Linked DNA regions of Mus musculus: region 1 is linked to region 2. Evidence: chromatin contacts called from public HiCAR-type data. All regions are on one chromosome and are shown on one strand. Each heading gives the region's core, a stretch centred on a gene start, on an enhancer-like site or on the middle of the called end of the contact. The rest is flanking DNA. Distances are from core to core; before and after follow the strand shown. Region 1 holds the start of Ap2b1 (adaptor-related protein complex 2, beta 1 subunit). Region 2 holds the start of Asic2 (acid-sensing (proton-gated) ion channel 2).

Region 1 (4,590 bases), core at 1,170-3,669, 2.1 Mb after region 2:
TCTCCAGCCCACTGAGCCACCTCTCCAGCCCACTGAGCCATCTCTCCAGCCCACTGAGCATCTCTCTAGCTGTTTATGCTTTTAAGTGAATAGCAAAAACACACAGCTAAGAAATAGCTAAAACAGGTAGAAAATGAAACATTTGCATCAATTAAGGTTTTTAGTTGCAAAGAACAGAAGCAGGCTATTTTAAAACAAAAGGAACTTAAACTCTAGGTGGGAAGGCTGGAGAGATGATGGGCAGGTGAGAGCACTTGTTGCTCTTGCAGAGGGCCTGAGTTCAGTTTTCAGCACCCACATTCAGAGGCTCACAATTAACTGTAAGCCCAGCTCCAGGGATACAGTGCTCTCTCTGGTCTCCTGAGGTACCGACACATACTTGTACAGATGCAACGTTTAAATGGAGTAGCTCACAAAACAAGATAGCTCAAAAAGAACAGGACTATATAACTCCCTTAGCGTTCTCTCTAGCAGGAATTAGTAACGTTTCATCCAAGTAACCTTGTTACAGTGAACAAGTGTCAAGTGCTCATTGTGTCCACGGTCAGATTCTTCTGACAGAAGGTGCTGGCATATATATGTAACCCCAGCGCCTGAGGCAGTGGGCTACCTGGCAGTGAGGAAAGGGGGAAAGAGGTGAAAGGGGGAGGAAGGGGGAAAACACCCATTTGAGCAATCTTGGTTTAAAGTTGATCAATCATGGTTAGCCAGAGGGTCAAGATTTCCTGATTAATGGACCCACAAGACTACTCTATAAAAAGGAAACTGTATTCCATGAGAAAAGGAAAAAGTTAAAAATAGTATGTCCTGGTTGGTTATATAACTCAGTGGTAGGACGTGTGTGAAGCCCTAGGATCCTTTCCCAGTTCTGGAAAGAAAAATAGTGTCAGTTTTTATTTCAATTTGGTAATGTGCCAGTTTTTAGTTACCAAATAATGCATTAAAAACCCCAGTCTCAAATGTGTAGTCTAATAGAAGGCACATGATTAACCTTTCTATTAGAAGGCATTAAAGGCTAAGCCTGACCATCAGGTTTGGAGATCTTAAGTATATATTAAATGTAAGTTACATAGGAAATTATTTAATAGATGCTCAGTAAATAAATGTAATTGGGTTAAGTCATCTGTTTTGTTTTTCAAAGACAGTTTTCTGTGTAGCCCGGGCTGTCCAGGAATTCACATTGTAGACCAGGCTGGCCTTGAACTCACAAAGATCAACTTACCTCTGCCTCTTGATTGCTGAGGTTAAAGGCTTGTGCCACCACACCCAGTTGCCTTGAGTTTTTTGTTTTTAATATATAAAGATTTATTTTTTTTTTTTAATGTACACAAGTACACTGTAGCTGCCTTCAGACACCAGAAGAGGGCATCAGATCCCATTACAGATGGTTGTGACCCATCATGGGATTGCCTGGGAATTGAACTCAAGACCTCTGGAAGAGCAGCCAGTGCTCTTAAACACTGAGTCATCTCTCCAGTCCTACCATGAGTTTTTTAAGTTTCAAATCTGGCGGCTGGAGAGATGGTTCAGTGGTTAAGATCACTAGCTGCTCTTTCAAAGGACCTGGATTTTGTTACCAGCTCCCGCATAGCAGCTCACAGCTGTCTGAAATTCCAGTTCCAGGGGAACACTCTCTCACATACATACATGCAGGCAAAACACCAATGCACATTAAAAAACAAAATGAAAAAAAAAAGATTGTTCAATAGTAGAGTGAGGGGTGCCTGGTTAGAAGCACCACTAAGCCTTGGAGTCTAGGTATATAGATAGAGAAGTTCAAAGTGCTCTAGAGGCAGAAAGAAGCAAGAGGGCTTAGTTTTAGGCTTGTCTGAGTTACACAGCCCGACGTTGGTCTTTCTTTTCTTTTGAAGCTGGACATGGTAACTAAACGCCTGTACCAGTTTATAGTTTCCTAATGAAACCTGTATCCACAACCTGTTTTAGGTACCTTATACCACTCAAGCCTAAGGGCGGGGCAGGAAGGGGGCGCTAATAAGTTTCTCCAGTCTTGTTCAATGTAGGGATTCAAACTCAGATCTGAATGCTTCTTAGCCATCTTTGAGTCGCCGTCTCCTAGTTCATCCGTCCGTCTGTAGTCCTGGTTTCTATCACCTCTATGGGCTTCTTAACCTTACAAGCAAATTAGCTGAGGTTTGTGTTTGAGCAAATAGGATATCTCACACAGGTTTCACAAAAATCTTGTTCACGGGAATAAATCCCGAAAATACCCACTTATTGAAGATATCCGGTGGGAAAGCAACTGCGGGTCTCCTGAGTGTATAGGCAACTGCCCTATCCCTGAGACAGGGAAACCTTTCCGTTGCTGAGGCGACAGACACGACCTGGCCGTTTGGTTCTCCCGCGCACCCAGATGACGTCAGGCGGCGAGATTCTCTTACGCCAAAGCTTCCGGCTCACCATCTTTGTCCCTGGCAAATTGGGTTTTGCGCAGTGGCTTAGATCTAGAGAGAATCGTGACGGGCAGGAAACCATTACACCACCACCCCGGCTGTGCTCTCCGACTGCCGCCGCCGCCGCCGCCACCCCGCCCTTGCCTCCGGTGAGTTCAAGGCGGCTGGCTTTGGGGTGTGCCCTGACTGACTCGCGGTGCTTGTGAGGGAGGGGAGCCCCAAGCCGGGTCATAGGCTCAGGAGGAAAGGAGAGCCGAGGAGCGTGACGGTTGAGGGTGGAAGGAGTCCTCGGGTGTGACCGTTGTGAGGGAAAAGCTGGGAGAAAGTGCCTCCATCGTAGTGACCGTGGTGGCCTGGGGCTGCGCTCCGGTGTAGCAGCGGGAGTTGGGGGCTTCGGAGCGAAGCAAGGTTCCGAAGACCGGCTTGGGGAAGGCTCAGGCCAGGGGTGTGGCCGCTGGAGGCCGAGGGAGAACCACCCAGCTCTCCCGTTTGACATCTGTTCATTGAGAAAGAAGCTCCGACGTGTCTCCACGACTAGGGAGAAGGGATTCCCGCGACCGTTTGGTCACTGAAACCTCTCTTGTCGCACGTATTTGGGGTTAAGAGGCATCTCTCCTTACCTAGTGAAAATTGGACAGATTTCTTGACCTGGGGAAGTGGATAAAGAGAATGGGGACTAACTGTACTTCGAGGAAGGAAGGAGAAACCTGCATAATTGAGGCCACCCCCACCCTCTGTGTAAGAGGGGAAAATAAATCTTAGCATGGAATTTTGTTTTTCTTTTTTTTTTCCCCCCTCCCTATATTCCCTGGGGTTATCAGGAGCAGTCTAGTTTGGGCAAGGCTGTAAATTCTACTAGAAGTGAAAAAAAAAAAACAAAACAAAACCCTGGAATTTCCTGCTATTTCTTTATTCTTTGAATTCACAGGATGTATTAGCTTTTTGAGCAGCCCTCTTTTTAGGAGAAGGCTCTTATTAAACTCAAGCAATTTAGTTATGAAGCAGTGTGAATGTGTCATGGATGCTTCGCTGAATTTTTTTACTTTTAGAAGGGAGATTTTTTTTTCTTTTATTTTAGTGGCCAAACTTTTTTTTTTTTTTTGCAACCTTTGTGGTTTAAAAGACAAAGAACACACTGTAAGCTCAGTAAGGCTAGTGACTAAGAAGGAAGGTGGTCTCTTAGAGAGGAACAATTTAAATTATTAACTGCTCTCCTGTGCAGTTCACTGCTTAGCCTTAGGGTGCACTTACAAGGTAATAATAGAAAGCGGCAGGTGAAGTAGGTGCAGCCATCGGTAACACATTCCAGTGATGACTAAGTGAGGCGGGCGGGCATGTAAACTGAGAACTGAGTAGGTGCCTTGCAGGGTAGACTCCCTGAGAAAGAGAGGGGAGTGTGCGCTGCAAACAGCTCAGTCAAGTTGTGTGGTAAATTAAAACAGAGTAAATATCCTGATGAATTAAGATCAGAGAGGTCCCTCGCATCCTTTTCTTCTGGAAAAGATTTTGCTTTCGTCTCAAGGCACACATTTGAACCATGTTAGACAAGGGGCATTCAGAAGGAGGATAGCATCCCCATTTTTCTTCTTTCCTCCTGGGCTTAAGTTTTCCAAAATGTCCTGGCATTTCATAACAGTTGGGTGTAAGACTGTTGGGCTTCTTTCTTTCCGTATAATCCTATATTAATAAATTAACTTGTAGTTATTTAAATAGAAGCCAGAGGTGGATTTAGCTTTTAACGTTTTATTTCTGACAAGCTAAATTAATCTGAGGCTGCTGCTGTCCTTATGTTATGAACATCTGGCCAGCAATGGTCTTTATACCACTCATCCTTGTAAGCAGAGGTGACTGGAATGACTTTCTGCTTTAGAATTTACTGAACTCTGGCTAGTATTGACTTCATGTGCAAAGGAGGGCACAGTGGTCTTGCTAGTGCTAACGCTGGCTGCCATTTTCCAGAGAACCATTTGAAATTAAGACCTTATAATTTTTTTTTTCTGACTGTATTCTACCCAGCCTATTAATCTTGTTTCACTGCTGAGCTGCTCTTTTGGGGAATTGGAGGAAGGGAAGGCTGGAAGGAGAGAAAGGACTTCGACAACCTATATTTATCAGAAACTAGGTTATGTTAATCTAGATATATAACCTTGTACAGGGAGGCCTGGGAAAGGCAGTGGAG
Region 2 (4,731 bases), core at 1,279-3,778:
CTCCCTGCTTACAGAGGCAGGGAGTCTCAGATGAGATGGTCGGAAGGCCAGCTGAAACTCTCGCCATTTCCCAGCATGGGATGTGTTAGAGAGGGATAAGTCAGAATTACTCTATACTCAGTCCGACAGCAAAAATCAACAGAGTCAAGACTGAAGCTAAGGGTGGAATCTCAGGCAAGAGATAACCAGAACAGCCAATCAGAGACCTAGAATGACCCGCATCAAGCCAACACCTGTTGCAACCGTGGCAACTCTGCCATCCCAGGAAAAGCTTTGTCAGAGACAAAAATCCGGAAGAGCGATCCTTCTGAGAGTACTACTCACGAATGCACACCAACCTTCTCTGCACTGGTAGAAAAGCCAGAGCCCACCTAAGGGGCGTTTACACAGCAAAGGTTGGACAGGCTTGCACCATGCCGGGTCCTGGCACCAGAGCTCTTCGGAGACAGACTGCACAAGGCAGATACCTTCTGCCTGACATCTGCGTTCTCCAGACCCACAGTGTGCGGGAACCAGTACAGCAAATGGCTCACAAATCTCTAGCACAGCTTCTTTTGGCCCTGGCTGTTTGCATTTCTGAGCCTGCTGGCTGCAACTTTCCCACCTAAGGATATTCCTTCAGTCAGTAAGAGGAGCAAGGTGGGTGGGTGTGCTCATGGAGCGGTGTTTGTTTGTTTTTTTGTTTTTTTGTTTTTGTTTTTGTTTTTGTTTTTTGGTTTGTTTGTTTTGGTTTTTTTTTTGTTTTGTTTTGTTTTTTTTTTTTTTTTTTTTTTTGGTTTTTGTTTTCCAATGAGCAGAAAGTTGCCACTGCCTTAAAAAGGGGCCCACAGCTTTGGTGTTCATTGCTGTCCTTGGGAGTTTTCTCCTAGACTCCGTGCGGAACTCTGAAATAATAAGCTGTTTAGGATCTTAAACAGAGGTCCTAAAACACCTTGTTAGCCCATTTCTTTTGAAGGGTTTTGTATTGGTTCTCCCCAAAGAGAACAAGCCTCCCATTTAAGGCAACTCTAGAGACCAAACAGAGAGCAGTAGCTTTGGGTCCCGTGAACCTCGGGTGTGTGTGTGGGTCACTATTTAGAGAAGGGACCACAGAGAGTAGAAGGAGGAGTTTGAGAGCTGACACCGGAAGGAACTGTACAAGGAGACGCTAACAGCATTAAGATGACTTCCTAGACAGAGCCAAGCCCAAGTTTCCCACCACCTGAAGACTCAGGGGATTCGAGAGTGGCTTCTTCCTGGGCACTGAGGAGAGGTGACACCCAGTCAGGAAGTAGTGACACTCACAGGGGCCTGGTGTCCAGTCCCTGGGGCCCACCTAAGAGCCTCAGGACTCCTGGGAAGCGCGGGGTCAGAAAGGGCGGGTTCGCGCGGAGGGCAACTCACTGAGGAGAAGTTGTGCGGGCCACAGAGCTCGCCCCGGTACTTGCAGGAGAGCAGCATGTCCTCCAGCTGGTGGCCCAGACGGTCCATGAAGGCAGCGCTGATGCCCTCGAAGTGGCGCGGCGGCAGGAAGAGGCGGAAGTCGGCCAGCTTGCGGAACCACTGTCTGCGCGGCTCGTCGCCCCGCAGCAGCTCGCTGACCAGCGGGCGCGCGGTGCGGTTGGGCAGCAGCAGTCCTAGCCAGTGGCCCGCGTAGTAGAGGTCCCCCTTGGAGAGGCGCGGGAAGCGCAGGGGGTTGTTGTTGCACACGGTGACAGCGGGGAACGGCAGCTGGCGGCTCCACTCGCGGTGCACTCGCGTGTGTGACGGGAAACTGAGCCAGTAGAGCAGGCGGTTCGAGGACCAGGACAACAGCAAGCCAAGGGACGTGCAGAAGGCCAGCACCCACAGCGCCCGCCGCTGGAAAGAGCCTCCCGCCGCCGTGCGCCCCGCGCACATGTGCCGCAGCCCGTGCAATTTAGTGCGACTCAGGGACGGCCGCCCCCTGCGGGCGACCCCTGGCCCCTGCAGCTCCCGATCGCCGCTCCGGTCGCCCCCGGGCTGCCTAGCTGCCGCCACCGCCGCGGGCGCCGGCTGCTCGCGGGCCATACGGAAGCGTCCCGGGCCGCTGAGCGCGGTCGCCGGCAGCCGGGCTCCGCCGCTCCGGCTCATTCATTCAGCCCGAGGCTGGCGACAGCGGCGGCGGCCCCGGCCGGGCGGAGCCGCCATGGGAGTCCGCAGCAGCAGTGGGAGCAGCAGCAGCCGCGCGCAGCTTGTGCCAGGGAAGCCTGCTCCCGACAGGAGCTCCGGTGGCGCGGCATGCCCTCCCGGCGTCGCCGCCGCCGCCTCCGCGGGCGCTCGCCCGGGACTGAGTGCCGCCTCGGCCCGCCGCCCCTAGCTCTGGCCTCTCCTAACTACCCCCCACCCCCAGGCTCTGCTGGCCCCGAGTCTTCCAGAAGGACGAGAGTCACTGGGCACTACCTCCGGAGGGGCCCCATTGGGAGCCGCCTCTCCAATCCCTGGGCTCTGTGCCCGCCGACCTATCCTGGTCCTGGACCTCGGGGGACCCTGAGATGAGTCCCCCCTGCACGGACTAACCCCAGTTTTTACGCTGATCCTGAGAGAGAGACCACTGGGCCACCATGCCTGGTTTGGCCAGTCCCGGGGACCCCACTAGTCTGGCCCTTAGCCCAGTGGTGCTGGGACATGCGAGGGAAGGCGCCAAGGAACGAGCGCCCCCAGAGGCACTCCGCGGCTCCAGGCTCGGCGGGTGGGGTGGGTGTGTACTGGGGTGAGTGGTCGCCGAGTGGCGACTTGCACCTTCCCTTTCCTCCAGGACCCTTCTTTCTCACGGCTGCCGGAGCTGCTTTCTGCTGAGACGCTCCCAGGCTTCCCCAAGTCCTGAGTCCCGCGGGGTGTCTACTGTCGTCTGGGGCGGGGGCTTCTCAAGGCGTCCTGCGGAAAGCTGCTCGCTGCTGGGCCCCTCCAAGGTTGCTGGTGCTGGGAAACTATCGCTTTTCCTCTCGGCACGGATCGTCTTTAGAAAAACCCGGCTATGCTGTTCCTTGCCTCTTATTCTCTCTGGGAGACGGGAGCTGGGAACTGCGGAGCCCAAGCAACACCTCCTGAGGCTGATCCGGACTCGCTGCTCATCGAAGCTCGCAGCTCCGGTGGGCCCGTCTCCTCTCAAGACTCCAAGTCCACGATGGCGGTGACAGTGGCGGCGGCTGCTCTCCTCTCTCGGTAGCCCGGCCCTCCTCGGGCCCCGGGCGAACTTGGGCAGCAGCCGCGCGAGGCTGGCGCGGCTGGCGCTGCTGGGCTCTGAGCACCTGCTACTGCGCTCGCTGGCCCCGCGGCTCCGGGCGGGCGGGGCGGCGGCGGCCGAGGCGAGCGCTGTGCGCTCCTGGAGACGCGGTTCTGACGCTCCCGGCTCCTCCTTGCTGCATTTTAATTCCTGGCCACTGTGGCCGCTGCACACCAAGCGGGAAGCCTCTTGTTGAAGTTGCAGGGGATGTTGGGGCGGGGGGGGGGGGTTGGGGGCAGCACAGATGTGGTCGGTTGTACCGGCTTGTGGAAGAGATGGAGAGTAGTAAGAATGCTGTGTTTATGTGCAAGCCGTGTGCAAAGAAATGTGAAGGGATGCCTGGGCGTGTGAAATGGGCTGGAGAGAGATGGGACTGTGCAGCGTGGGCACTTGAGCAAGTGTGAGTGCGGTGTCGTGCAGGGGTGTGTGTAGGATGTGAACTGTTTATATGTGAACCGGCGTTTGTGCCAAGTCTTCAATTCGTGAAGCTGCCTGTGGGTTGATGTGCTGCGGCTGCTGGATGTGTCATAAGTAGACGAGTGCCTGTGATGGGCTGTATGTTCTATGTGTGCACATCCTTGGCTGTGGGTATGAATGAGTATAGTTTCCGATTTGCATGTGTATGAATTTCTTTTAGGAAGGGCTATGTGACCAGTTACTGGGAAAACTTACAGGACTTGTGGCAGGATGGACTCAAGGGGACAGCTCCTCTCTTCTGCCTCTAGAAATTTATCAAGTGCCCCAACCCCTTTCTCTGGAGGTGTTAAGCCAGGCAAAAGTAGCTCTCCCTGGATGTGAAGAGAAGGGAGAGTAAGAAAGGGGATGTCGTCCCAAGTCAAGAGACTCCACAAAGCACCCAAGGCTTTCAATAACTCCTGGACATTTTAAACTTTTGATACTGCCTTTTAAATATTCTGCTTAAACTTTCGGTCGGGGTGGGGGGACTGAATGTGGTTTCTAGATACAACTGGCTCCATTTTCTAAGTGATGTGAGGGAGGCTAAAGCTTGCCCAAAAGGGCACAGTTGGGCAGTGGTTAGCTGGGTTCAAGGCTCAGATCACAAAGCCCTGACAGTTTTTACTGTCTCAGAGGGTCTTGTGGTTTTCAGCCTCTGGATCAGGGCTGGGGTCCTGCTGTTTTGTTTTGTTTGTTTTGTTTGAGACAGGGTTTCTCTGTATAGCCCTGGCTGTCCTGGAACTCACTTTGTAGACCAGGCTGGCCTCTGGGGTCCTGCTCTTATGGCTGCCTTGGCATGCAGGGTTCACAAAAGAACTCTACACATACTTTCTAAACATCACTGAGACAGGCAGCCCTCCGAGTTCCTTACCTTTGGGATAAAAGAATTTCCAGACATTTCTGAGAGTAGATGGAATGGATGAAGGACCCAAAGCACAAGAAGACAGACACCCCAGTTAGTGGAGTATCAGAATTCTGGGACAGGAAACTGGAGGACGAAAGACTTGGGAACAAAGGTGAATTCACAGCTTTTGTGGGATTTAGGAAGATTT

Evidence for each region. HiCAR-type assays count read pairs that join an accessible place to other places.
Region 1: a HiCAR-type map of astrocytes shows a contact between it and region 2, with 6 times the contacts expected there. The contact joins the promoter of Ap2b1 here to the promoter of Asic2 in region 2. A contact is called at or near these places in 1 of 39 promoter capture datasets (hippocampal neurons) and 1 of 115 datasets of contacts at active chromatin or transcription factors (astrocytes).

Annotation. Positions count from the first base shown.
Region 1 is chr11:83,300,278-83,304,867 of GRCm38.p6, forward strand. It overlaps Ap2b1 (adaptor-related protein complex 2, beta 1 subunit), which reads left to right and starts at 2,420. Exons shown (of 22, transcript NM_001035854.2): 1 at 2,420-2,560.
Region 2 is chr11:81,150,375-81,155,105 of GRCm38.p6, forward strand. Asic2 (acid-sensing (proton-gated) ion channel 2) reads right to left here and starts at 2,529. Exons shown (of 10, transcript NM_007384.3): 1 at 1,384-2,529. The coding sequence starts at 2,091. It overlaps Gm51910 (a long non-coding RNA gene), which reads left to right. Exons shown (of 3, transcript XR_003949744.1): 3 at 1-1,359.